4 separate regions of the Sus scrofa genome follow, and regions 2, 3 and 4 are each linked to region 1. Evidence: chromatin contacts called from public Hi-C and HiChIP or PLAC-seq data. All regions are on one chromosome and are shown on one strand. The core of a region is the stretch at or near the end of the contact, and the rest is flanking DNA. Distances in the headings are between cores, read along the strand shown. Region 1 holds the start of SLC38A9 (sodium-coupled neutral amino acid transporter 9). Region 2 holds the start of IL6ST (interleukin 6 signal transducer). Region 3 overlaps ANKRD55 (ankyrin repeat domain-containing protein 55). Region 4 holds the start of SKIV2L2 (superkiller viralicidic activity 2-like 2).

Region 1 (5,337 bases), core at 1,105-3,604:
CACCTATAACCTGTTCCCCAAGCAAGTAAGGTATCCTGCCCAAGACCAATCTGAAGATCAAATTGGGTCTCCACTCAGGTTGCACTGTGGGGTATAAAGACCATTGCAGAGTGAGTCACGCCTTCCTTTTTTAAAACCATGCACACGTGAGTCCTCTCTCCCTCTCTGAAAATGTACTTTCACTTTAATAAATTTGTAAAATGTCTGCCGTTCCAAAGCTTTGTTATGGTGAAACAGGGACCGAGGAAATTGTGACAGAAACAGACTCAACTACCAGTCTACTAATTCTATAAAGTCTGTATGTTTTGTTGTGTAACCACTCTGTTCCATTAGCTTAGTAGTCAGCTAGTAATTTAACAGAGATGTCCTTATTAAATGCCTAGAAGCAAATAATAAACAGCCAAAATGCCCTCCTCCCCCCCAAAAAAAACCCCTCTCCCACTCTTTGCCAATTAGCTGTATGTTACCTTCAAGGCTTAGCAAAATACTTTACAATTCTGCATTAGCCTTCACTTCCTGCTTGCACAGAGTCTGAAGGTCAGCCAGAAGTGAGAGTTTGGGGTTTTCTCAGGTCTTTTCTGAGCTTGTGTCCAGATTCCCCAGAATAAGAGGAAGCTTCTGAAAACACTCACTCCTCAAGTATCTGCTTCCCCAGCCCCTTCCTTCCTAGGCTTTTTGGTCTGTTTATTACTTGCACCAACTGTTATCCCTTCCCTGACGGCAGTGGCTAATACATTTGCTTTAAATCCTTCTGGCAATCACTGTCTCAGAAGCTGCCTCAGCCCTGGGGAGGCTTGAAAGTAGGTGAAACAAAGGTAAGCCCTAGAACCAAACCATCAGGCAACCACAAGATAGGTCAAAACACATAATTACAACTCCTTTAGAATAAGATCCATATTGCTCCCTCTGGTACCAGCAACCTACACCAGGGATATTTGCTGCTGTCTTCAAGGTCTCTGCCAAGCTTGAGATGATCATAGAACTCTCTTGCCAAAATTCGGCAGTTTTTTCTTAAGTGTTGTTACTTTTTTTTTAATTAATTAGTTTCCGGAGTACCAAAAAAGTTGATTCTGATGGTTTCGCCAGCTTATTTGTTGCTTTTATGGAGGGATAGTTTTCAAGTTCCTTATTCAGCCATTCTTGCTGATACGATTCCATACCACTAACTTTTGCGTTTCTCAGCCTTGCCTAAAAATATTTGCTCAGCCTGAAAAGCAGAGAAATAAAAAAAATTTTGTTGTCACTGGAGCTATCAAAAGAATGTACTGTTGATTTGAAAACAGGCTAAAGAGCAGTTGCAAAATTTTTTAATAAGGACACCATTAGCAAAGTAACATTTATCTGCTTTAAAGGCAATATTCTTCGCATCATAGGCCTTGCCAAACCCTCAATAACAGAGGCAGTGTTTAAGAGCACAAGTTTGGAGTAAGACCTCAATTTGAATTCCAGATCATCTGCCACTTGATAGTTGTTCAGCCTTGGGTAACTCATTTAAATGCTCTAGGACTGTTTCCTGAAAACTGTAAAATAGAGACAATATACACTTCTAGAATGATGGTAAAGACTTAAAGAGATATTGTAAGTAAAATGCTTGGCACTCAATATTAGCCATTTTTAAAATTTGGGCTCTTTAATTTTAGATTCTTAACACATGACAGTGCATTGTTCGATTTTTCCTGATTGTTAAAAAAAAAAAAGCCATCGTCTTCCTTTGTAAGACCTTAGGTATTGCCATATGTTTTTCAGAAGACTTACCTTGAGCAGACTTTTTATAACAAGCACGCTAATTTTATTCATACTGTATTTTTACTTGGGGTGGCTTTGGGAGAAATTATTAGGGATGGGGAGAGGGTGCTAAAATCCTCCAATAAGTCCCTCTTTTAGCTTAGTGACTAATATGCCAACACGTCAAAAATAAAAAAACGTAAGCGTCTAGACAAGGGAGGGAAAGTGCCAACCCAACAATTTTTTTTTCAAGCCAGCCTTCCTTGGTGTCCGCAGGGTTCAAGCATGTGACGAAAGAACAGAGCACAGAAAAGCCTGAGAAGAGAGATAATAAGAGGTCAACCCTAGACAGAAATGTCACGTCAGCCCTTTCTTATGGGGCCTCTGGGGCTGTAAGAACTGCAGGCTGTGCACCCTCCCAGACGTCTGAAGTGCCTTGGGCCAGCAACCTCCTCTGGTGCAAACATGAGATTGCAGATCAGTCATGGTTTGCCCGCCTAGGCAGCCCCGCCTCCCGAAGCCGGAGGGCTGGGCTCTGAGGCGGGAGGCGTGTTAGCTGTCGTAGAGCCTCCTGGGAGTTGTAGTCCCTGGCGGCGGGAGGTTTGATTGCGGCGGCTGGATTAGAACTCCATCCCCCGCCGGCCCCCGCGATTTAGGCCGTTGTCTTTTCCTGTTCAGGGAACGGGAAGCCTGGCTGCCTCAAGTTAGACGAGTGGGTAAGGGGTGTCAGCCTTCTTACCGCTTTCTGTGAGATTAATGGCTTGGCCTGCACAGGTAGAGCACCTTTCGGGTCTTGCCAACTCACCTTGCGGGAGGGAGCGGAGGGAACAGAGGGGAAGCAGCGGGAACAGCTGAGCTTGCGGCGGAGCCGGCTGTCACCTGGGGAAGTTCTTTGGTGAAACGCGTCGGTACAGTGGCCGGTTGCGGGAGCTGTGAGGCCAAAGCCCGGGCCGGAGGAGATGGTTCCGGAGGGGCGGCGCAAGCTCCTACAGGGCTCGGGTGCGACCAAGTCAGGGCCTCGGTCGGGGGCTGAGAGAACTGGAGGTACTGTGGGAATCGGAGTCTGCTGGAGCCTTTGGGAAAAGACAGGGTTACAGGAGGTGAACACCCGGATGAGAGAAGGAGGGAGGAGGAGAATTGGGAGGAGTGGGGAGACCCTTCTCTGTCCCGAGTAGGAGAGGGCCGGAAAAGGGAATGCAGGGAAAAGCCCTTGGTGCCTTGAGCTAGGACTACAGATGGTGAGGGCCAAGTAAGTCTTTGTCATGCTTTTCTTTGGCTCGATTGTGAGAGCCAGTGCCCTCGTAGCTGCTGGCTTGACATCTTCCTGTCTTAGAAGAACAGAGCTGAAAGGGGCCTTTGAGAGCAGCTAGTCTAGTGCATTCTCTCACTTTCCAGGTGAGGAAACTGAGGTCCACCGAGTTGAAGAACCTGGCTTGCTCACCAGCAGACAACCAGTTAATGGCCAACTTGACTAAAACCTAATTTTCATGATTCTCAAGCAATGCCATAATCTATTGCTCAGATCAGTAGATTAGCAAACTCTAACCTGTTCCCCTTCCTGTTATCTTTTACTGCTGTCCTATGCAGGATAACAGGCAGCCCCTCAAGGGAAAGGTTTTTAACTTTTGTTAAAAACTCTTGTCTTAACTTGAACAAAAATCTGCTTGCCTCACAAACTACAAGCTTCATATTAAGATGAAAGGCTGGTAGCATACTAAGATGTCACTTATAGTTCATTTGCCTGGAAGCAAATAAAATTCATCTTCCGTTTCCCATTTGCCCGCTGAAGCTGTGAGAACAGTTACCTTAGATTTCTTCTCTCAATTTTAAATGCTGCATATCTATTACATACGTAAAAACAATATGCTGTTTATTGTGATTTTTGTAATACCTTGAATATTTACAATAAGAAGTAAATAGCTTAGAAGAATGGGAATACCCAAATTACAAATTAAAACAGTAATTTACAGAGTTTTTTTTAAAAAGGCAATAGGAGCATAAATTTTAAAAAAAATCATTTAGAGGCTAAAAATTTCTACCAGGCATGCATTTTATAGCACACAAATTTCAGTCCTTTGCCAGTATTCTTTCTTACTGCCTAAAACATAACTTGAGAGCATTTAGTGTTCCTAATGTGGGAGGAGAGCTCCGTTAGTGCCATTGCATTGTTTTTTTGACTGGTGATTTCTCTATTAAACTACATTGTCCTCCAGCACTGTCAAATTTAACACCTTTTGAAGGATGTATTGATCAGATTGGGAGGATGTTCTAACTGTAGCATCAGAATATCAGCATTGTAGCTCCTGTTAACCATGGAGCAATTCATAAGAAAGAGGTTTAGATAAATTTGTTACTGGACTTTATAGAAGTTATAGATTTATATAGAAGAACATACAGAACATACATAACTGCTTTCACCAGGTTGCAGGTTGCCTTTGTAATGATGATGGTTCCATTTGCTTTAATACTAGCATACTACAGAGGTGGGTAAACTATGACCAAATCTGACCTACTGCCAAATGTATTTAACTCTTTGTGTAGTTTTACTGGAACACAACCATGTTCACTCATTTAGGTATTGTTTTTTGTGCTGCAAGGCAAAGTAGTTGCATAGATCATATGATATTTACTGTCTGGCCGTTTACAGAAAAAAAAACAAAAAAACAAACAAAAAAAACAAAACAAAACCAGTCCCTGGCCTGGTAAACTGAATGTAAATATAGTATCTAAAAGGCTACTATATACAGAAGTATGAGTTAATAGTAATTGTTGCACATAAATACTTGTATGGTGGGTCCACAATCCACTTCTTTGGGCAAAAGATAGCGCCTCCTATTGCAGATTGTTGCTAGCATCTTGGCATAGATACTCAACAACTGGGCTTGGGCAGCCTAGGTGAAAACTAAGAATCCTAACCACTAAGCCGGCTAGAGGCTAGGGGCTAAAAGCAGAATTGCTCTGATTTTTGCCCCCTGTTGAAAGCAAGGATGTTTCAAGGAGGCAAAAATGGTAAAAAAAAAAAAAAAAAAAAAGGCTCAAAGTTTATTATAAGCGCAGCACATGTAGGAGAGCACACAGGGAAGTGGTTTGAAAGCAGAACAACATACTCAGAGAGGCGTGTGGATGCCCCACTAGTGGAAAGGGTGTTAAAGGGGTGATTTAAATCTCTTATATAGGGTCATTGCTTCAAGATCTTTGTTCTCCTTTGGCTGATTATCTTATTTTAGTTCTCAAACATGACTGGACCCAGGACCCTCTCTGATATGCACATTCGTCTTTGAGCCAAGATGGATTCCAGCACAAGGGCTTATGGGAAAGTTAGCAAAACTTATTATGGCCTGCTGTCCCCTCCATTTTTGACTCCTTTCTGTGCATGTGCAGTTAGGGAGGTCTCCATAGCCTTATGATTGATGTGGTCATCTTATTTTTTTTTAATCCAGCAGAGCTTAGCTCCTGGCCATTAACTTTTTTTCCTTGAAATGCCAAAGAGAAACAAGGCCCAATTTACTCAGCCTCACAAATTCCAGCCATTTGCAGCCCAAGGGCCTGTTTTCCTCCTATCTCAATACCTTTTAACATGTAGGAGCATCCTTTTTTCTTTTTTTCATGTTA
Region 2 (5,599 bases), core at 2,414-4,913, 290 kb before region 1:
CTTACACCACAGTTCACAGCAACACCAGATCCTTAACCCACTAAGCAAGGCCAGGTATTGAACTTGCATCCTTATAGATACTAGTCAGCTTCATTTCTGACAAGCCACAATGGGAACTCTCCCCTTTTCTACTTTTAAGAGAATAAGGAGTTCTCATTGTGGCTCAGCAGGTTAAGGACACAGTATAGTCTTTGTGAGGATGTGGATTCGATTCCCAGTCTCACTCAGTGGGTTAAAGATCTCAAACTGCAGCAAGCTGTGGCATAGGTTGCAGATGTGGCTTGGCTCCACTGTTGCTCTGGATGTGGCACAGGCCTCAGCTGCATCTCCAATTCAACCCCTAGCCTGGGAAGTTCCATATACTGCAGGTGGGCCATAAAAAAGAAAGAAAGAGAGAAAGAAAGAAAGAAAGAAAGAGAAAGAAAGGAAGAAAGGAAGGAGAGAGAGGGAGGGAGGGAGGGGGAGAGAGGAAGGCAGGCAGGCAGGCAGGCAGGAGGGAGGGAAGAAGAGAGGAAAATACAAGGAAAAAAAGAAAAAAAATGAATTAAAAAAAAAAAAAAGATGGTTCTTCTTCTCAGGCAGTACCAGAAGAAATGGATACTCACAAATTGTTTTTCCAGGGAATAATAAAACAAGGTTCTACACTACGAGTAAATGGTCAGGACAGGGCTGCTAGTTCAAAGAAAAGGGAAATGGGAAATAGTATTGACAAGGTAAATATGGCTGAAGGATGAGGGAATTGAAGACAGGAGTGAGAGTACAGCTAAAATGGTTGATAAAAGGGTTCTCAGAGTTTAGGAAGATAAGAGGAGGTGGGAAATAATGGATAAACTACGAGAACAAAGACTGGAGGACACACTGAGGACAAACTACAGACTCAGTAGGAGTGAGTGAGAGAGGTAGAAGGGTAGGAGGCTGTGGGTAGAGAGAGAAACTCACAATCCAAAATTTTGCAGGTGGAGTAATTTCATCTGATGACTGGCTTCAAGGTGTGGCTCCATCTATGGGTTCCTGATACAGAGTAAAGTTGAAGCTGACTGAAAAAGAGAAGGATGAGAAATTGTGAGGTCAGGGTGCTAACTGAGTCATTATCATGGCTGCTGATATCATTAGGTTGATGCAGGCCATGGCTGACAGAGTTCCAGAAACACAACTGGGCACAGGCAAGGAAGTAAATGGCTATCTGGGAGTTCCCGTCCTGGCTCAGTGGTTAACGAACCCGACTAGGAACCACGAGGTTGTGGGTTTGATCCCTGGCCTTGCTCAGTGGGTTAAGGATCCGGTGTTGCCGTGAGCTGTGGTGTGGGTCTCAGACAGCTCAGATCTGGCGTTGCTATGGCTCTGGTGTATGCCGGCAGCTACAGCTCCAATTAGACCCCTAGCCTGGGAATCTCCATATGCCCACATGCCATGGGAGTGGCCCTAGAAAAGGCAAAAAGACCAAAAAAAAAAAAAAAAAAAAAAGTAAATGGCCATCCTGGTCAGGGCCAGATTTATGTAAATAGCAAGGCAGGCAAAGTTTGTCTTCAACCTTTATAACCTTTGCTCTGTAGCATTTTCTCCTAGTTTTGTTCATGTACTCTCAAGTAATCTGTATCCTCATGTAGGTCTCTCACTGTACAGGTTCCCTACTCTCTGCTTCTGACATATCTAAAATCCCAAATAAGTATCAAAACACAAACAGAAATTTCCCAATTGATAGTCACTTTTCTTTCTTATCCTTGCATTTTGACAGGGCATTCTAATGATAAATCCTTATCCTGAAAGTGATTGTTTCATGGATCAGTAGTATCTGCAAAGTAAAGTAATTCCAGCCAAGGGGAGACACGCTCTTGCTGTCCTAAAAAATCTTTCTCCAATATCGATTCATTAGCCTAAGACTCTAACCATCCCCACAAAATGAGAGTTTCTTATGGGTTAGTGTTAGCAAACACAAAGATATTCACAAAAGAACTAACTCAGTCCTTTGCATCCCTCACCAGTGTACAAGGCAGGCTAGTGTGCTGTGAGATATGATCCCCTGTAGCTACTCCCTATGCCAGAGAAGTGCCATCATTTTCAACATATACTGTGATAAGAGAGATTGGGAAAGCATTGACATAGTAGATATTCAATAATGATAACAGCTGTCATTTATTGAGTACCTACTGCTATATGCCAAGCACTTCATGTATTTTAGCTCATTTAATACTTGCAGTAGTCCTGTTAGGTTGGTACCATTATTCTCATTTGATTGATGAAGAATCTTGAGAAGACCTGCCCAAGGTCACAGACATGGGAAGTACCAGTACCAGGATTCAAATCAGGCAGCTTGAAACCAGAAGGTACACTTAACCACATGGCCCCTACATAAATGTCTGCTAGATCTAAATAAAAATTTAATGTATCAACATTTTATAAGAGTTTGTTTTAAAATAAACACCCCCATCAACAGCAGAACTAGAATACAATCCAGTCAGTTTCTGCAGGTTAGGTATAGGGTGATAGGGAGCCACATCAGCTGAACACAATGGAGTGTTCTCTCTCCTGGACTGCCATCCCCAAGCCTGCCTAGGACTCCCTTAGCCCTAGACACATAGCAGGCCCACTTTCCTGTGTCTTATAAAATTATCTGATCAACTAAGAAATCATAATTCCATCTATGTTTTACCCTATCTGAATCGTCAGTATAATGAAGAACCTTATAATTGTCTGTTAATTTATGGGTATAATTTGTTCAAGTCCATTAAAACATTATTGTCCTCGTATAGCCTGCCATTCTTCCACAAAAGGCCCTGGCCTTGGGTGTGTTTCTACACACACACACACACACACACACACACACACACACACATCCCGCTTATCTTTGAGGCTTCTCATCTAATTCTCGAAAAAAAAAATATCAAAGTGAGCCTGAAGGTCCCTTTTCCAGACCAGAGGAGGGGAAGAGGGGGATTGTTAATGGAACTGATTTTTACTCTGTAGTTCTGTAACAGATTGGGAGGTACAAACTGCAAGAAAAACTAGTTTCTTGGCGTGTCACCAAACCTGGGGTTCACCGATCAATCACATCCAAACTCATTTACTGACTTAGAAATATACATCGTGGCAAGGTTGGTTTACATAAGGACTTGGACCGAAGCCGCCGCCACTATCTGCGGTAATCTCCTGTGGAGTCATGGCCACCTTCCCTGAGGAGCTCCCACGCCTCCCCGATCCCCAAAGACACCCGGCGGTCCCTCCCGGCTCTGAGTCCCTTGGGGAAGGCCTCGAAGGGAGTCCGAAGGGAAGCCGAGAGAAGGGAGGGCGGCAGGGGCGGGCAGCACCCGGGCTTCAGTTCACGACCCCGTTATTCCACGGAAAAATGGAACATTCCGCTCCTTCCGCCTGCAGAGGGGAGGTGGGGGGAACCCTTCGATCTCGCCTGGGAGAGGCGACGCGGGCGCAGTCACCGGAATCCGGGACGCCGGGAACCGCGTTACGGGAATTGCAGCCTCTCGGAGTGCCGCCCCATCGTCTTCGGGCGGCCGTTGAGCCAATGCCGGGGCGCGCCGGGTCTCGCGGGGGCCAATCAACGTACAGATCCCAAATCCGGGGGCGGGGCGTGACAGGGCGCCGCGGGGCGGGGTCAGGGGGCGCTTCGCCCCGCCACGGGAGGAGGGCCGCGTGCCGCGTCTGCGGGAAGGAGCGGAGCTCTAGCAGTCGTCCAGGCAGAGCGCCGACAGGCCCGCGGAGCCGCGCGGGGAACGCCCGGTCGCAGCTGAGCTGGGCCGCGGCTGCTGGCCAGAGGGCCCGGCCGGGCCTGGGGCGGAGGGAACCTACGCTACCGGGGACCTGGAGGAGCGAGGCACCGCGGCCTGAGAGGTGAGGAGAGGCCGTGGCCAGTTGAAGGGCCGTGTAGCGGGAGGGTGAGGGCCGAGTCGGGGCGGACGGGCCAGAGGACTGGCACCCGAGGAGGCCACCCTTTCCCGAGAAAGAGGGGCGCCCCGACAACGAACTCCCCAAACTTCTTGTTACCCCAGCCTGGAAATCCCCACATTCCTTCCTCTCCCTGTTTCCACACCTCCGAATTTGATCTCCACGACTTTGTCACCTAGATTTTTCATCCCTAAGTACAAAACTCACCTCCGGCGCGTGTGCACGCACACACACCCCACACCCTTCTTAAGCCCCCGCCCCCAAACGGCCTTCTGGACCTTACTCCTTTTTGGTTACCAAATCCTCACTTTTCCCCAGTTGCCTTTCCATCTCCCCTTATTCCACTGGCCCCGCACTTGACTCTTCATTTTCTACTCGGAAGTTAATTTTCTTTCCAAAGCCATCTTTTCATCCTTAAATTGTAATGTTTAAACGTTACTGAAAGTTCCTACCATACTCATAAAAATTCCGAACTTAACATCTCTTTTTCTTCTTTTGATCGATTACATGTCCCGACCCTAATGAACCCCACAGACCGCTGTATCCTAAAGGCGCCGAATACGGTCTTTAAAAATTGCACCCTTCCCCCAAGCTTAAAGGTTATTCCAAGCAGGGTTCTGTTTTAAAGTATTTTTTCAAAGTGGAAAAAAACCCACAGTTTAAAAATAAGATCTGCCACCTTTGTTCTTTTTTTTTTTTTTCCTTCAGAACGAAACCCATTTCGGTTTAATTTGTGTAGTATTTGAGTGATTATACTGCTTTAAAATAATTAATTGTTAGAACGCCAGGATGAATATTCTAAAAGATTGGAGTGTTTGGTTTAGTCAGTGCTGTAAACAAACCCTTTAGACTGTGTGACTGCCAGCTTCAAGTTGGAGCAACTCTTAATTTGAAATTACTGACTCAGAACATCATTTGAGCTGTTCGCCATTATCATGGTTTCTTAAATTCATATTCATTCCTATTTGGAAGTAGTTTAAAACTATAAACTGGAGTACTACATTTATAGAACCAACTTGCTATTAAATTAAATTATGTTTTCCAAATGTTTCTCTCTTTGGGGATAATTTTGAACACTTGTTTTTAATTACAAATGGAAGGAAAAAAATTACAGGATGGAGAAAGTGTCAGAAAAGGATAGATTTTGTAGTAGAATTTTTCCTCCATCCCAGTTTGGAATATTGACAATACTATACATGTTTACTTTTCTCATAGGTAGTTTAGAATATTACAAATACACAACTAATTTAAAAAATTTTTTTCTTGGTTTTTTATTGCCGTATAGTTGATATACAGTGTTGTGTTAATATGTTTTCTTATGTAATGAAAAATCTGTTCAGTTTTTTATGAATTGCTGTGTTTTCAGTTTATTTAAAATTTTTCCAAAGGAATTTGCATTTCAGCTAAATGTTAGGGTGGATGTTGACTATCATATACCTGTGAAGTAGGTGTTACAGTAGCTGCCTTATAGAGAACGAAACTGAAGCTCAGGGTTCCTGTGAAAACTAGTTCTGTGTAATTCCAAATCCTGTACTTTCAGTCAGTCATGTAGTCATGCTGACATATTTCTCATAGAGGATCCAGTGCTACAATTTGGTTTGGTAACTTAAGAACGCCCCATAACTTCTGCAGGAAGGGTTTTTTTTTTTTTTTCTCTCAGAAGCTATTTCATAGCAGCTTATTTTAATGGGAGTCAGAATTC
Region 3 (5,279 bases), core at 451-2,950, 460 kb before region 1:
CCATTTCTTTTTATAAATGAAAGCCAGTATCATTTTTCTGAGCCCCCTCCAAAAAAACATTGGATATTTTTATTGAAATGACATTAAAATTAAAAATGAATGTATGTAATAATTAAAACTTGTTATGCTCTTTAGCTGTCCTATCTGAGACCACAGAAAGCATCCAACTTTTTTTTTTTAGGGCCGCAGATGCAGCATATGGAATTTCCCAGGCTAGGCATCAAATTGGAGCTGCAGCTGCATACTTACTCTACAGCCACAGCAATGCGGGACCCAATCGCATCTGCGAAGTGCACCCCTACACCACAGTAACCCACTGAGTGAGGCCAGAGATGAAATCTGCATCCTCATGGATACTAGTCGGGTTTGTTTTTACTGAGCCATAGCGGGAACTCCAAATCCAACTCTTTTGTTCTGTAGTTTTCCTCATTTAGATGCTGAATAAGTAATACTGAGCATTTTATATTTTCACTGTAAAGAGTTATTTTAAGTGTCTGGAGGAGTTAGTCTCCTTCGTATATTATTTAATATAAAACTATCTAGCATCATATTTATTTTTAAGTCTGGCTAACTTAAATCACTTTATTAATTCTAATGGTTCTGTGGTTAGTTCTATTGTGCCATCTTGGTGCATAGGATGAAACAAGATGGACTGGTTTCAAATCCTGCTCTGCCATTAAATAGCTGTACAACTTTGGGGAAACCACTAAACCTCTCTGTGCTTCAGTTCCCTCATCTATAAGTAAGGGTAAATATAATACCAATTTCCCAAAATTGTTGAAACAAATAAATAGCTTAATTCAAAGGAAATTGTTAGGACAGCACATGGAACAGGAGTCATTTATAAAAGTTAGCTTTTATTAAATTATGATAGTTTTGTTCTTCCTTTATGATTATCATCTCATTTCTTTTTACTTCATATCTTACTGCATTAGATAAAGTTTGCCTTTCTTTCTCAGTTGTTTCACTATTAGGTGTGAAGTTTGAAATTGATTAGAAATAAATGTGGTTAGTCAAATCGAAAATGAAATTTTTTATTCCTGGTTGTTAAGCATTTTTTAGGAACAGATGTAAAATTTTATCAAATGCCTTTCTATTTTTTATTTATATAATCATGTTTTTCTCCTTTTTTTAAATTGGTGTGATATATTTTAGTAATTGATACCAGAAAATCAAAACATCTTTATATCTCAGAATAAATTCTATTCAGTTATGGTGTATTATTCTTTCAACATTCAATTGAATCTGGTCTGGTAGAGTTTAAATTATTTAACTTAGAATGCTGTGTTCACAATTGGATCCGTCTATAGGAGATGTGTGCTAACAGTTTATGCTAGCCTTAGAAAATAAATTAGGAAAATTTCACTCTTTTTCTGTGCTTCAGTTTGAGAATTATTTGTTCCTTGATCATGTGACATTTATCTTGGCATTTAAAAAGAATTTACTCAACCTCACTTTAGAATCTTTATGCTATTACCATTACCTTCAGTTCTCACCTTCGTGTACAACCTGCTCTTCATAGATTCATTTCCAATTTTCAATTAATGTGTAAATTTTATTTTTGCCACAAATAAGTATAGACTCTAGCACACTAATGTTTATCCAGCAGAATGCTGAGCCTCACAGCTTCTGGAGAGTGGGCTGCAGGCTGCTGTGAGTAAGAGAGAATGGAATGTGGATTGTTGTCCAAAAAAAGGTCATAAGTTCACTGGAATATGTGAGGAGTTTGCCTTCTGAGTAAATGGGCAGTGATAGCCACTAGTGCACATTGGTCAGAGGGTAGAACCTGAGGCCTGACAGCCTACTGTCTTCTCTGAGTTTCACCACTTATTCCTTGTGTGACTTTGGGTAAATCACTGTCATGCCCTGTGCCTCAGTTTCTCCATCTATAAAATGGGAATAATCCTCATAAATCCTTAAATGAGTTGATTTCTAGAAAAGGTTTAGCACAGTGCCTGGTGTATAACAAGCATGGAATAATTGTTGACCATCATTATGATTGTTATTCAGACAGTGGTGGAGACCCCTGGGAACAGTGCAGTTACAATGGATGCTTTCATAGCTACTGGGAAACAGGTGTTGTCCATAGAAGTGATTGTATCAGACTTTTTGCTAACCCCTGGATTGTTCTGAGTTTTCTGATTCCTTCAAATATGCTACCAAAAATTTTAGAACTCAAAACTGTGCAGAAACCACAAAAAGGCTAAGAACCTTGACTGTAGACAGACCACAAGACTCTATGCAATGTGACTGAGGTGCATCTTGGCTGAATTCCCACATTCATGAATATGCCACTGCAGAGAGGGCCATTCTGGGATCCCTGCTTTCCAAGCCACGGTTCCAGTGAATGGGCTGTAGGAGGAGCCTTCTCCAAGGTGTCAATAACGAGTTAGTTACTATATGACAAGTAATACAGTAAATTTACAAATTAGTGAGGAAAGGGAGAATTATCCAGTATTTGGGGAAAAAGGTAATTGTGGCATACAAAAATGAAGTTTAAAAGTTCTGTATTAATTATAGCTAAATGCTAACAAATAGGTATAAGATTTCACAGGTTATGACCTTTCTAATCATAAAAGCAATAAATCATATATTCAACATCCATAGATTTTGAAAACCAGCAAAACAAACTGAGAACTTAAGTGGCAAACAGGGAAAAATAACTGCAGCATAGATGACAGATGAAGAGTTAGTATCCTTCCTGTATATAGAGCTCTTTCAAAGCAGTTAAATAAAGACAGATGCCTTGAAATAATAATATGTAAAGGACACCAATAATTCATGAAATGGCCATAAGCATATGAAAAAAACTTCTCTCTTTGGAACAGTGAAAGAAACGACCATTGAAAATGATATACTATTTTCCTTCTTTCACATCAGCATTAATTTTTAAAAAACAATAATGCCCAAGGTTATTAAGAATGCGATGAAATGCTCTCAGGCCCCATATTAGGAGTGTGTGCTGGGTCAGCCTTTCTGAAGGGCAGTTTGACAAAGAGTCAAGCCCATTGATTCCCAAGTTTACTTCTAGAAATGCATCCAAAGGAAGTAATCAAACATGCGCAAAAAGAAATGTATGCAAGAATGTTATAGAACTTTTTTTGCGGAGTTCCCATCGTGTCTCAGTGGTTAACAAATCTGACTAGGAACCATGAGGTTGCGGGTTCGATCCCTGACCTCGCTCAGTGGGTTAAGGATCCAGCATTGCTGTGAACTGTGGTGTAGGTCACAGACGTGGCTCAGATCCCATGTTGCTGTGGCTCTGGCATAGGCCGGTGGCTACAGCTCCAATTAGACCCCTAGCCTAGGAACCTCCATATGCGGCCCTAGAAAAGATGAAAAAAAAGAATTTTTTTGGAATATCCACAGAATTAATAATTCCCCTGACAAAGAGAAACAAATGTTCAATAATAAGGGCATTTTTAAATCAGTTGTGCTAAGTCCATTCAATGGGATTTTATGCCATATTTTATAAATAACATTTTCAAATCTTACTTATGCTATGGGAAAATATGATCCAATATTAAGTATTTGAAAAAGAGCAAAAATCAAAATTTTATGTACAGCATTATTTCTTTTTTGTAAAATGTAACTCCAACGCTATGATCAGAACTATTACTCCCTGGTTGTTACAACATTAAAATACCTCTGTATCCTCAGATCAGTAGGAATTGCTTCAACCATTCCCCAGGAACACATACACTACCCACAATCTGCAGCTAAAAACTTATCCTGTTTCAGCTGTTAGGCCTGCCTCCATTCTAATGAGGGACCTGACAAGCCAGTCATTAGATCCTTCTACTATTACCCTTCACGGGGTCCCTTATTGTGGAAGGGGAATTCAGGGTAGAGGAAGAGAGAGATTCACTTAATAAATGAGTCACAAAATGCCCTTCGTGTTAGCCAAACTCACACAGGATCTCAGAATATTTCAGTCATTTCCTTCAGGTTCTATGATTGTATTCTAATCCATAGAAAGATCACCATGTGGGATACTTGAGATTTGCAATGCTGCTTTAGTCAGTGAGTCCTGCCCCACCAGCAGCCACTGCCCCCAAGCTTCAGCCACAGGCACAAGTCCACTGTCTAGGGTGCTACCCACCCCAGGCTGTAACACCTTCCAAGACTTTCTCCCTCCTATTCTATGTCTCCTGGCCTCACAGATTTTTGTACCTTTTAACCCTTATGCTTGCCCCTCAGGAACTTGCCTTTTCTTTTCTATAGCCTTGGGGTTGGGTTCCCACTTATTTTCAGCCATGTCCATTTTGAGTGCAGGATGGGGAACAGAAGACAGTTTAGATTTAGAGGGGAAGGTGAAAAGGGCAGAGGCTCCCAACTACATCCTGAAGAAACCAGATCCTTTAGGTTTCCAAGGCCCTCATGCTAGCTCTTCTCCCCATTTGCATATTACATTACATGGGCAGGTAGAGGAAGGGAGGTTCCAGGATAGAAGGTGGGTGGGAAGAAAGCCCATCCTGCCATGTAAATCAAGTACACACAAAACGCCAGCATCTTAATGGTGGTTATCTTTGAGTATATACTTTCTTATCTGTATTTTCTTAATTTTTGTAATCCAAAATGAAATAACATATAAAATGACTGATCAATTAAATCAAAATATCTGGGGTTAGCACTGAGGTATCATGTTTTTGTTTTTTGGTTTTTTTTAAATCTCCCCAGGTAATTATATTATTTAGTCAGGTTTGGGACCCAGGGATGTTAGTCAACCTCATTTTATAGAATAGAGAACTTAGCCCAGAGTAGTTCATAGTAACACATTTGGCTAATATTTCTGTTGTTCAAAAAGAGAGTTCTTTATGAGATTCAAATTTAACTGAGAAGCAAAACTTCTTGGCTACAGAGGAATAATTTCTGTTGTCACTTTTTTACATACTCACAGCTCTGATGATACAGTTTAAACCAGCCTTACTTAACTATATATCCATAATATATGAGAGTTGACAGAAGCTGTTCATTTACTTCAACTCTGCTTGAAATTCTGATGCTATCTATACCTTATAAAACTGTTCGAAGAAGCAGAAGACTGCTTCTTCCATCACTTGCCCTAATTCTCTATTTCCAAGGATTAGGAAGAATGAGACTTCATTTCTACTTTGCTTCAGTTTGCCAATTGGAAAAGAATATGCTAATTAAATAAGTAAACATATTTATCAAGTATCTACAATGTATCCAACACTATTCTAACTTATACTCTCTGATGTTCATGATTTTGTCTTCAATAAAAGCAAAGACATCCTGCCAAAATTCTAGTGTGGTCA
Region 4 (5,158 bases), core at 357-2,856, 380 kb after region 1:
CGTAATCAATAAAGAATCATTTCCTCAAACCCAGAATAGTATCTTGTATAGAAGGGTCTCTGGACATCACAAATAGGTATCTCGTTCCTGAAGTTGTGGATTTTTTTTTTTTTTTTTTTTGGTGCCATTTCTTGGGCCGCTCCCGCGGCATATGGAGGTTCCCAGGCTAGGGGTCCAATTGGAGCTGTAGCCACCGGCCTACAGCCACAGCAACGCGGGATCCAAGCTGCGTCTGCAACCTACACCACAGCTCACCGCAACGCCGGATCCTTAACCCACCGGGGGGGTGGGTCGAACCCGCAAACCTCATGGTTTCTAGTCAGATTCGTTAACCACTGAGCCACGACGGGAACTCCTCTTTCCTTAAGTTTTATTGCACTTAACTATATGTACAGCTCATTGTAGTTCAAGCTCCTACTAACTGTAAGGTATGTATCTGTTCTACCTCCTTACCTCGACTAAAAATTCCCTAAGAGCAAAATCATGTCTAACGTAGCATCTCTTAGGAATCTCCCTCAAGATCAAGAGTAAACTTTATTCATTATTAATGAGTTACCTTACTTTAATTCAAGCTTCGAGGACCAGTAAATTTTAATATTTTTCTTAATAAAATCCAAGAAAGCCAGCATTTGAGAATCTACCATGTGCTAAAAGCACCGTTAGGCGCTTTAAACATATCGCATTTAACCCTCACAAAACCCCTAGTGGTTGGCCCTATCATCTCATGATGAGCAAGAACATTACTAATTTCTCTCTTATGTTGTTATTTGCCCCTTCCGCTCCAAGTCAATCCAAGTCACATTATCGAAACTCCCTACCCCTTCACTCAATTCGTTTCTCGAATATTAAAGGCTCTGGGCCCAGTACTGTGCCGGTGCTAGGAGTACAGAAGCTAAGGAACAGCTTACAGCTTACCTGTCCTCACGACCCCACAGCGCAGACAGGTGTAGGTAGTCACGCCAACGCGGGGGTAAAGGAAATGCAGCGGAACGCTGTCTGCGGCCGCCCGGGAAGGCCAAAACCCGCGCCTCCCAAAACCAACTTTCCTCCCCCACTTCCAACATTTCTCTCAACCCCCTTCACTTCCCGACGCTGCTAACGTACACCCACTTTCTCGTGGTCTTCAAGAGTGTCCGATTTTCTTCCCTCAGCGCTGAGAGGGAAAAAAAGACATCTCGGACATCTTCCTTACCCGGCCTTTTCTGCAGACCCTGGTGGCCCCTTCCATTTCCCCTTCTCCTTCTCCTTGTCTTTTTTGGTTCCGGGCGCAGTGGTCGAGTCGTCCTCAAACACGCTGAAGAGCTCATCCCCGAAAGCGTCCGCCATCTTTCGGAGTTGTGAGACCAAATCTCGCTCTTACCCACGATGCCCCGCAACCGCGCCGACGGTGACGCCAAGGGAAGCCGCAACAGGGGCCCGTAGGAGACAAAATTAGTTGAGTCGCACAGCCCTCAAGGCTTCTTTTTTCCCTTTTGGACCTTTTTTCCCTCTTTGGACCTTTCTTTTCCTTTCCAACCACTAGCGGACGCGCATCTCCGAAGCTGAAGTGGCAGCGCGGCGGCGGTTCCCGGCCCGCAGCTGATCCCTAAAGGGGCGGAGAGGAGGCGGGACCTTGGGGAATCGGGCCAATTGAGAAGCAGCGGTCGTTCCGGCCGGAGGAGCCCGGATGGAGGACGCAAGGTGGCGGCGTGGGACTGGGGGAATGTGAACAAACCTTGGAGGCGGTGCGGGAGTGGTATCGGGATCAGACCAGAGCTGTGATTCTGCCACTGCTGCAACATGGGCGGCAAGAACAAGAAACACAAGGCTCCGGGTGCCGCGGCGGTCCGGGCCGCCGTGTCTGCTTCCAGAGCCAAATCCGCCGAGGCCGGAGCTGCGGTGGAGGCCCAAAACAAGAAGCCTGTGGCCAGACAGCCCCCCGCCGCTGCTGCCAGCAACAGGGAGCCCCGAGTAAAGCAAGGTATGAGCTGTCGGGCGCCAGGATCTGGCCCTAGGGGGAAGCCTTCGCACCTGGGCGAACCCTTGGTCTCAAAATTTCTGTCTTCCGCAGCCACAGTTGCTGGCTCCGTATCAGGCAGCCTTGTTTTAGATCAGTGTAAGCTGTTAGGGCCTCCAGAGTTCCGACGGTAGCGCCCCCCAACCTAACCTCCACTTTTTCTAATTCTGTGAACTAAGTAAAAATTGCATTAGCTCCCGTTTCATCAGCGATCAGTCTTGAGCCATCATCTAAACTAGCGACTCGCATGCAGAGAATACTGTCTGGAGTTATTAACCTCCTGGAGCCAGACCCATTTATTTACCTCCTCCTCAACCTCTTCAGCCACGATGTAGTGTTTCCACGTGCTATGTAAAAATCAGTACTTAATAAGAATTGCAGCACTTGCACACCGAATATGGATATAACCTGTTGTAAAATTATCAGCGATCTTTACCACAGCATTGCATTTTTGCTTATTGTGCCATTTGATTTGATAACTCAACTTGGAGATTGCCGGTTCTGGCTGCAGATCAGCAGGCCACTATTACAGCTGATTTCAAAAGATAAACAGTTATACACTATTTTGTTCTGCTTAGCTTGTCTTAGTTCTTATTGAAATGTTTAGCCAACAAATATTTATTTAAAACCTACTTTGTATCTGGCACGATGTTAGGGATGGGATGAGCAAAATAGGCAATCTCTCCCGGAGCTTGCCCGTCTAATGGCGGACACAGACCTGAAGTAATCGCACAGACATCGTTCTATAAGTGCCACAAAGAAAAGCTAAGTAAGAGAATTTAACAGGGTAACCCAGTTTTTACTGAGGAGGAGGAGGGATCATTCACGGTCTCTTTGAGAAAGTGACTGTTAAGCTAAGATCCAAAGGGTGAATAGGTGTAAACTCTATAAAGAAGGGGGGAAATAGTATTCCCGGCAGAGATAAGGAAAACGGTGTGCAGAGATCTTGAGTCAGAAAAGAGCATTGGCCTTTGAGATCTCAGAATGTAAGCATTGTCTAAGGAGAAGATGAGACTGAAGTAGGCAGGTAACAAACTTTCACCTAGAAGGTGGATAATAATCTGTGCTCTGCAATTTACTGTAACTTTTTAACTACAAAGTTATGCCTGCAATTACAGATACAAAAAATTTCTCCTTGTGTATTCTGCGGCGTTTTTATTCTGAGTCAGCCTCTTTCTGACTTCCTTTGTCTTTCCTGATATTCCTCTGAATTCTTTGAACTTTCTCATAGCCATTTATTGTATTCTTTGGTTTCCCATTCCCCCAGCCCCCAAAAGTGACCGTTACCGAAGTGTCATTCTGTGACAGTATGCTTTCCTCTTTACAGACCTTCTATGAGAGTTTATCTACTTCCATTACTTCTTCTGTCTTTTCCTTTGTAGATGACTCCTCAAGCAACATGTCCAATCCTGGTCTCTATTCCAAGCTCAAGTCAGCCATTTCTACATTTATTTGGACACTATTTTGCAAGCATCTCAAATTTAACATGGCTAATACTAAACTACACTTCCCAGCCCGCCCCCACCCCTACTCCCACCCCCAGTAGCTTCTCCTCTGACTTCTTTCTCTTTTTACATATTCCTCTTTATCCCATGTCAATAGTTATTTTTTTGTGCCTTTCTTTCTTTTCACATCCAATGTGTTGTCAAGCTCTGTGCAGTCTTTGCATATCTTACATGTATACCCTTTTCACTTTTGATTTATACTGCTCACACTTCAGTCAAGACACTCATGAATTTCTGGAGTACCAACACAGCCTTCTAAAGAGCTAGCTGTGCTTTTTTCCTCCTCCAGTCTGTCCCACATAAGGTGTCAGATTGATCTTTCAAAACCACTTCTTTTGGGAGAGGGAGTGGAATGGACTGGGAATTTGGGGTTAATAGATGCAAACTGTTGCCTTCTGTTGCCTTTGAAATGGATAAGCAATGAGATCCTGCTGTTTAGCACTGGAAACTATTTCTAGTCACTTATGATGGAGCATGATAATGTGAGAAAAAAGAATGTATACATGTATGTGTGACTGGGTCACCTTGCTATACAGTAGAAAATTGACAACACTGTAAACCAGCTATAATGGAAAAATTAAAGATCATTGTAAAATTATAAGAAATCGTTAAATTAAAAAAAAACACTTCTTTGATCATATCACTTCCCAGTCTTTTCTACATCATCCTCACTGACTTTGTGATAAGGTACAAAGCATTGAGCTAGTATCTAAGACCTCCTTTCTAGTCTTTTTACAGTTCCTATATTTAGCTATAGCAAATCTAGTATGTTTCACTGATCCCAATGCAGCTTTTGGCTTTCTGCTTTCTCATGCTTATTCTTGACCATTTTCTTTTATTGGCATACCATCCATCCCCAAGATTATCTACCAGAATTCTATAATAATCACCCCAGCTCTCAACTGTTTGAATTGTTCCTATGGATACATAGCTCATGCATCATTGTTGTTTGATTATTCTTTTTGATATTTAGATCTTGCCTGTGGCAATGGTATTTGATATCAGATCTTGCCTATGTGATGAATTATACATTTTACCTATCCTACAAAATTTTAGGAGGTAGGAACAGTTTCATGAGTACATATCCCTCAGTATCTACTCAAAGGCTATGAATAGGGTCATTCAAAAAATTTCTTGGGTCAGTGACAAGGAAAAATTCAGAGGAATTATTAAAACCAAGAAATCAAGAGAGAGAAAATGAGAGGTTATCTACCAAATTTGTGAGGAATTTTTTTGTAACCATAAATCAATATATATAGCAGTATACATAAAATGTTGCAACAAGATTTCTGCATAATTTTGCTTTCTTTTTCCTGTTTGGTTATTTTTATATTACATATAATAGGCCTATTTTTAAGAAAAAAATGGAAAAATACACACACAAAAAATCACCTCTGAACTCTATTTTCCCTAATGTAAATGTAATTGTTTTACTCTACTTCTATCCCTCTGTCTTTTCAAACAATTTGAAGGGTTGTCTTTTTGTCTTTTTTTTTTTCTGGGGCCCCACCTGCGGCATATGGAGGTTCCCAGGCTCGGGGTCCAGTCGGAGCTGTAGCCACTGGCCTATACCACAGCCACAGCAACACGTGATCCAAGCTTCATCTGCGACCTACACCACAGCTCACGGCAACACTGGATCCTTAACCCACTGAGC

The links. A called contact is a pair of places that touch in the nucleus more often than the background predicts. HiChIP or PLAC-seq counts read pairs in DNA pulled down with a chosen protein or histone mark.
Region 2: a Hi-C map of liver shows a contact between it and region 1, with 4 times the contacts expected there. The contact joins the promoter of IL6ST here to the promoter of SLC38A9 in region 1. A contact is called at or near these places in 1 of 5 promoter capture datasets (liver) and 2 of 47 Hi-C or Micro-C datasets (heart right ventricle and liver).
Region 3: a contact with region 1 is called in a Hi-C map of embryonic fibroblasts, with 2.1 times the contacts expected there. The contact joins the enhancer-like site here to the promoter of SLC38A9 in region 1. A contact is called at or near these places in 7 of 47 Hi-C or Micro-C datasets (blood, brain, embryonic fibroblasts and 3 more).
Region 4: a contact with region 1 is called in an H3K27ac HiChIP or PLAC-seq map of skeletal muscle, with 8 times the contacts expected there. The contact joins the promoter of SKIV2L2 here to the promoter of SLC38A9 in region 1. A contact is called at or near these places in 3 of 5 promoter capture datasets (fetal liver, fetal skeletal muscle and liver), 2 of 47 Hi-C or Micro-C datasets (omental adipose tissue and skeletal muscle) and 2 of 2 datasets of contacts at active chromatin or transcription factors (alveolar macrophages and skeletal muscle).

Annotation. Positions count from the first base shown.
Region 1 is chr16:34,855,805-34,861,141 of Sscrofa11.1, reverse strand. SLC38A9 (sodium-coupled neutral amino acid transporter 9) reads left to right here and starts at 2,354. Exons shown (of 16, transcript XR_002339779.1): 1 at 2,354-2,499. LOC102165748 (a long non-coding RNA gene) reads right to left here and starts at 2,666. Exons shown (of 3, transcript XR_308406.3): 1 at 2,531-2,666.
Region 2 is chr16:35,149,852-35,155,450 of Sscrofa11.1, reverse strand. It overlaps IL6ST (interleukin 6 signal transducer), which reads left to right and starts at 3,663. Exons shown (of 16, transcript NM_001097432.1): 1 at 3,663-3,843. It overlaps LOC102168151 (a long non-coding RNA gene), which reads right to left. Exons shown (of 3, transcript XR_002339581.1): 3 at 480-1,037.
Region 3 is chr16:35,312,937-35,318,215 of Sscrofa11.1, reverse strand. All of the region lies in intron 5 of ANKRD55 (ankyrin repeat domain-containing protein 55), which reads left to right. Among named protein-coding and RNA genes, the nearest start is that of IL6ST, 160 kb to the right of the region's middle. Within about 2 kb of position 1,700, at least 5 of the 83 cell types and tissues checked have an H3K27ac peak or open chromatin away from gene starts, as enhancers often do. A contact at or near this core is called in embryonic fibroblasts, where this site is marked.
Region 4 is chr16:34,474,675-34,479,832 of Sscrofa11.1, reverse strand. SKIV2L2 (superkiller viralicidic activity 2-like 2) reads right to left here and starts at 1,606. Exons shown (of 27, transcript XM_003133964.6): 1 at 1,193-1,606. The coding sequence starts at 1,326. It overlaps DHX29 (ATP-dependent RNA helicase DHX29), which reads left to right and starts at 1,600. Exons shown (of 27, transcript XM_013984775.2): 1 at 1,600-1,960. The coding sequence starts at 1,780.